Regions from separate parts of the Mus musculus genome. Here region 2 is linked to region 1. Evidence: chromatin contacts called from public Hi-C data. All regions are on one chromosome and are shown on one strand. Each heading gives the region's core, a stretch centred on a gene start, on an enhancer-like site or on the middle of the called end of the contact. The rest is flanking DNA. Distances are from core to core; before and after follow the strand shown.

Region 1 (2,702 bases), core at 182-2,681:
CCACACTGATCTCTACTGCTCACTCGGGCCCCTGGGCACACACGGCTGTCGTGAAACAGACACAGCATCGTCAACATCAACCACAGCCTGTCTCTAGGTAGCCTGCCATTTACACCGAGTTCTTAACAGAACCGTGGGAGAAGAGCGGGCCTGTAATGCAGACGTTCATTCAAAAGGTAGTTTTAGAATAAACTTGAAAAACTTCAGAACCAAAATATAACTCACAATTTGGGAACCAGTGTGAAGCAGAAATGCACCTGTAGTCTCAGGGCAGGAACAGGTTTTAAGAGCTTTAAATATCTTGCCGAGGCGTCTGTGCTTTTTCTGTGGGCAGAAAAACACAGCAGGTGGAGTTCAGAGTGAGGCCCAAGGAGCCAATTCACTCCCTCCCTCTTCTCCTCGGTGGCCATGTTAGCTAGCGCAACATAGAAAAGCACCAGGAATAAAAGATGCAGAGAGGACCAGAGAGGCATCCCATCAAACCCCAAAGTACCAACAGGTCAGCGTAAGACAAAAGATCCATTGTAAAAGAAGTTTCCAAGAGGCAAGACTGACGTAAAACTTCATTTAATTAAAACAAAAAAAAACCCAGAAAACACAAAAGAAAACAAACAAAAAACCTTCTGTGAGAAGCTGGCAAGAGGCTCAGAGGTTAAAAGCAGGTACCCTAGGGGGCAGTTCTCAGCAGCACCCACCCACCTCACCTGCACACATCCACACACACACATTTACTTACTTATAAATAAAATCCTACTGTGAGTGTTGTATTTATTCATTCATTCATTCATTCATTCATCTCTCATTCAAATACTACTGAATGCTGTATTTCTCTCTCTCTCTCTCTCTCTCTCTCTCTCTCTCTCCCTCCCTCCCTCCCTCCCTCCCTTCCTCCCACCCTCCCTCCCTTCCTCCCACCCTCTTTCCTCCTGTGAGTGCTCTGTGAAGGATTCACTTCCCTGACCAGGCAGAGAAGGTATAAGGCCTGCCCAGCAGCTCAGGACAAAGGGTGGTCTACACATTAAGAGGGAGCAATGGTTAGAAAGCTAAGAGCGCAGGTATGTGAGCAGGCAGGCTCCTCCTGAACCTGGAGAGTCCCTTGTTCTAACTTCAGAGTCTTTGTGGCAAAGCACTGACAGAATGGCCTGCAGCAAAAGCCAACCAAACTAGCCAGAGAACAGGCAAGGCTCCACATGTAGACTGGAGCAAGCTGGTGCTCAGGACAGCGGCAGCCCTGGCCATGGACACAGGCAGCTCGCTTCCTCTCTGTCGGGGCTGACTCTCTTCTGTGAACCCCCTTGTTGGAATCCTTTGGCCATGACTCACAGGGCAATCGGGCTACTCAGCAAGCCCACAGCCCTTCACAATAGACTGTGTAGGAGGCGCCCAGCTCCCGGTGGCCTGTGGTCTGTTCAGTTTTTTCCTTTCTGCATTCTGGGAGGATCTGCTTTTCAGCCACACTTCCCTCAAAACACAGCCCTGGAGGCAACGCTTAGTGCACAGATTTCTGAGCGATGAAATAATCCACTTTGCTTTCTTAGTCAGAGCGAAACTAAAAACAGTAAGACGAAAAAACAATGGGGTCACCATCACACCTACAAAAACACGATTTCATACTCTGGTGACATAAAGAGGTCAGGGGGGAAAAAGCTCAAACTAACATTTTCCAACCTTTCACTGAGAGCAGGGGCTAAAACCGCATGTTTTGAAGGGCTCACGCTGTGTTATTATTAGAAGTCACAATTCTATTGACACTGATGAGTCACCCCTTATCGACAGAAACCAAGACCGTCCGTCAGCATATGCTACAGTCACTGTGGCTTTCTCTTTATTACTGGTCAGAGAGCCCTCCTTTCCTGGAGAAAGCTTCTCCAGGCTAGCAAGAGGCTCTGTCTCAGCCCCTGCTCAGCTTTCCCTGCGCCAGCTCAGCAGCTTTGCATCATCGTCTGGGAGTCTAGGATGATCTGATCAACTCCCGTCCACAAAAGGAAGTTTATGTAGCGACCTCAGAAAAAACAGCATTTCACACTTTCTGACGAAAAACCCAAACCGGAGCTATGTAAACAAAACAGGCAGAGGGAGTCAGCTAAGTCAGGTGACAGCATCTTCCTGACCCCAGGCTAGGCGCTTTGTTTTTGTTTTCACATCAATAGCCAGCAACAGATATAAACAAAGGCTGTGGTCACCAGGGGACGACTTCACTTGCTAGTCACACCCCCTTACTGGCCCTGCCTCCTGTTTCTGCTGCCCACAGAGGGAGAAATGGGCCAAGTGTCTGTAATGCCAAGGAAGTCCACTTCAAGTTTTAAAAAGTCCTTGAGGGGGTGCTAAGTCGTTAACAGCAGAATCTCTCCTTACCCATTTGTCTGGGTTTGAAGATTCCCAAAACAATAAAGTGAAAGCCAATTCTTCCAGAAATGAGGTTGTGCCCTATGCTGTCCCTGTAGAGGCAGACATGTGCCTGCTTTTCCTACCAGCCAGAGGCTGTGCTGGGGAGACAGAGGGAAGAAGAACCCAGCCAGTTCACAGTGATCACAGACCCAATGACAGCCGACCTCCCACCCTCCCCAGGCCATGCTGGTCCTAAGCACCGCAGGCAGAGCAGCCAAGGGAGCCCCACAGCCCCGGCACATGAGTCAGCAAGGGGACTGCTGACTGCGCAGCACTGTGGCATGTACAATGCAGGGTGCAACAAAACCGGGACA
Region 2 (2,700 bases), core at 51-2,550, 220 kb before region 1:
CACAACTCTTATTCCTGTAAGCTGCCTCTATGAGGCTTTTTGTCTCGGAGGTGAGAAAAAGAACAAACCATGTTTTCCCACAGTGGTCAATCTTATAGACTTTCTCTTTAAACTTCAGAGGGCTGAATTACATATTCTCATAAAAGAATGTATTTCATTATGTTTTAAAATTTTATTTATAGAAATCTGAGTGAAATGGACTTCATGATTCCTTTTAAGCAACCACATTATATATCAAAATGCACTTCCCTGATTTTTATTGATCAAGTAAGCTAAACTTTTCTGCTTATTTTGATTTTTTTTTTTAAAAACCACATGCTCTTTGCATTTATAATATTAGTTGTATCTCTGTCACTGTGAAGAAAATACTTAAGATAAAACAACCCAAAGGAGGGAAGATATATTTTGGCTGACATTTTCAAGAGATTCAGTCTACAATCACTTAGCTCCATTGTCTCTGTGTGAGGTGTGACATCACGGCCAGTGGACACGTGTTGGAAGTGAAACAAGGATTCCTATCTGATGGTGGCCAGTGGGGAGAGTAAGGGAAAGTGGGAGGAGGGGAAGGAAGGAAAGGGGATGGGGAAGGGGGATGAGACAGGAGGAGGAGGAGGGTGAGGAGGAGGGTGAGGGGAGGGGAGGGGGAAGGAGTGTGAAGAGGAGGACGGTGAGGAGGAGTAGGAGAGCCAGGAGGAGGAGGGTGAGAGGGAGGATGGTAAGGAGGAAAGGGGGGAGAAGAAGGGGAAGGGGGAGGGGGAGGAAGAGGTGGAGGGGGAGGAGGAAGATGAGAAGTATGGTAAGGGTGAGAAGGTGAAGAGGAGGAAGGTGAGGAGGAGAATGGTGGTGTGGGAGAGGGTTGAAGAGGAGGGGGAGGAGAAGGAGAAGAAATGGAAGGAGGGGAGGGGAAGGAAGAAGACATATAGATATACAAGACACAGACTTTGATATGCAGAGTCTCTCTTTTTGTCTCTCTCTCAAGTGCACCCCCAACACACACACAGACTCTTTTCTAGGCACCCACGTAGTTGATCCATGCCCGTTGCTCCTCCAGTTTTAAGTTAAGAGCAGTTGACAATGACAGTGCTGGCTTTTGACTGGAATGGGGCCATGAAGGTCATAAGAGAAGCAGGGAGGCTTGCCTGGAAGTGTTAGCTACGGTGCAGCTTGGGGTCAGACATTCATATAAGCTTGGCGAGCAGAGGCTGGGCGTGGCACCTATTTGGAAGGCAGGGCTGATGGTGTGTAGCTGGCAGACTAGACGTGGAGTGTAAGAGAATGAAAATACAAGGATGACTCTGAGAACTGCGGCATGAGTAATCATCTGAACGGGCACTGCTTACTAAAAGGGAAAATTCCAAGGAGCACGTTCAGCGCCAAGAATAAACTAAGTTGTTGCTTTCTGGTAGCTGACTCAAGCACTCACATCTTTGAGCTCTCTCATAAGCTGGTCACATTCGCGGTCCATTGAATGTTATCTATCCCAGTGCCACGCTGCTGCACCTGCCACTTCCACACCTGAAGTGTCCTTCCCACTCTCCTCTACCTTGAAAACACTTGCTCATCTGTCAGGAATAATCTCAAATGTCAGCTCTTTCTGGCTACCTTTCCGATTCCTGCGGGCACAGTTGGGGGTTTCAAGCTGGAGCTACACTACCCAGCCACAGAACCACAGAGATGCGTACTTGTCTGTCTCTGCCACCCAAGGGGTGAGTTCCCTAGGGCAGAATCCCATTTTCCTTCTGGTTTCTTTTACTGTATCAGAACACCTACAACAAAGATGGGCATTCAGTGAATACTGGCTGTCTCCAACATTCCATGTCTTATGTCATACTTTCCTCTAGGTACCTGGGCATGCAGCAGGAACAAAGCGAGGGAACATGTCTCAGGGAGCACTTACCCTCAGGAGAAACATCAATATACAGACAGTTTCCCAGCAGAATGTGATAGAGAGAAAAGTGTAGGCATGACAAGAGAGTGGATGAACTCGGGATGGGGTCTTGCATTTGGCATCTTGGTCACAGTAAGTCCCTTGAGCAGATTCTGTGTGACTCGAGTGAGCAGACCATGTAGATTTCAGAGAGCAAAATAAGTGGCTTGTTCAACAACTTTATAGAATGAGCAGGCTTGACACTATGCTAACCTTCCAGAGTGGCTGGAGGTCATGGACAGAGAGGGTTACAAAGGTGAAGCGCTGGCAGGGTACGTGGAGGTTTGCGAGTAGTCTGAAGTCTATGTATAACAATAGTGGGTGAGTTGTATAGGATTTCATTTATGCTTCAAAATGATCACTTTGATGTTTAAGTGGAATGGGCTGGCAGGGAGGCATGGTGGAAGCTCCTGGGTAGTATTAGCAAACGGTCTAGCTGATGGATCAGAAGAGGGAGGAAACAGCAAAAAAGATGGCAAAGTGGCCGGGTTCCACAAGTGCTTAGAAAGTGCGACTGGTAAGATGTGCTAATGAGTAGGTGGAGGAAGTAAAGGAATAGAGTTAATGATGGCTCTGAGAAGTTCCAAGTAAGTGACCAGATGGCCCGGGGTGGCTTTGGTGAACGGGAAACCCCAGGGAGAGGCTCGGGTTTGGGAGTGAGAGGAGGTGTGCTCAGACTCAACATCCCATGGATGGCCCTAGGAAGGGATCAAAAGGACCAGGGGACAGGGTTAATTCTAGAGAGGTAAAGTGGGAGCCTTGAGTCTAGAGAT

Evidence for each region. Hi-C and Micro-C count contacts between places; a contact is called where the count stands out from the background.
Region 2: a contact with region 1 is called in a Hi-C map of embryonic fibroblasts, with 1.8 times the contacts expected there. The contact joins two enhancer-like sites. A contact is called at or near these places in 14 of 39 promoter capture datasets (the 3T3-L1 cell line, 3T3-L1-derived adipocytes, the C10 cell line and 9 more), 1 of 15 datasets of contacts at CTCF or cohesin (the NIH/3T3 cell line), 5 of 484 Hi-C or Micro-C datasets (the 3T3-L1 cell line, Th1 cells, Th2 cells and 1 more), 9 of 115 datasets of contacts at active chromatin or transcription factors (CD8 T cells, differentiating embryonic stem cells, embryonic basal ganglia and 6 more) and 1 of 9 other capture datasets (adipose tissue).

Annotation. Positions count from the first base shown.
Region 1 is chr4:32,249,845-32,252,546 of GRCm38.p6, reverse strand. It overlaps a transcript of Bach2 not described here. Among named protein-coding and RNA genes, the nearest start is that of n-TGccc3, 21 kb to the right of the region's middle. Within about 2 kb of position 1,431, at least 326 of the 459 cell types and tissues checked have an H3K27ac peak or open chromatin away from gene starts, as enhancers often do. A contact at or near this core is called in embryonic fibroblasts, where this site is marked.
Region 2 is chr4:32,464,786-32,467,485 of GRCm38.p6, reverse strand. All of the region lies in intron 1 of Bach2 (BTB and CNC homology, basic leucine zipper transcription factor 2), which reads right to left. Among named protein-coding and RNA genes, the nearest start is that of Bach2, 49 kb to the right of the region's middle. Within about 2 kb of position 1,300, at least 38 of the 459 cell types and tissues checked have an H3K27ac peak or open chromatin away from gene starts, as enhancers often do. A contact at or near this core is called in embryonic fibroblasts, where this site is marked.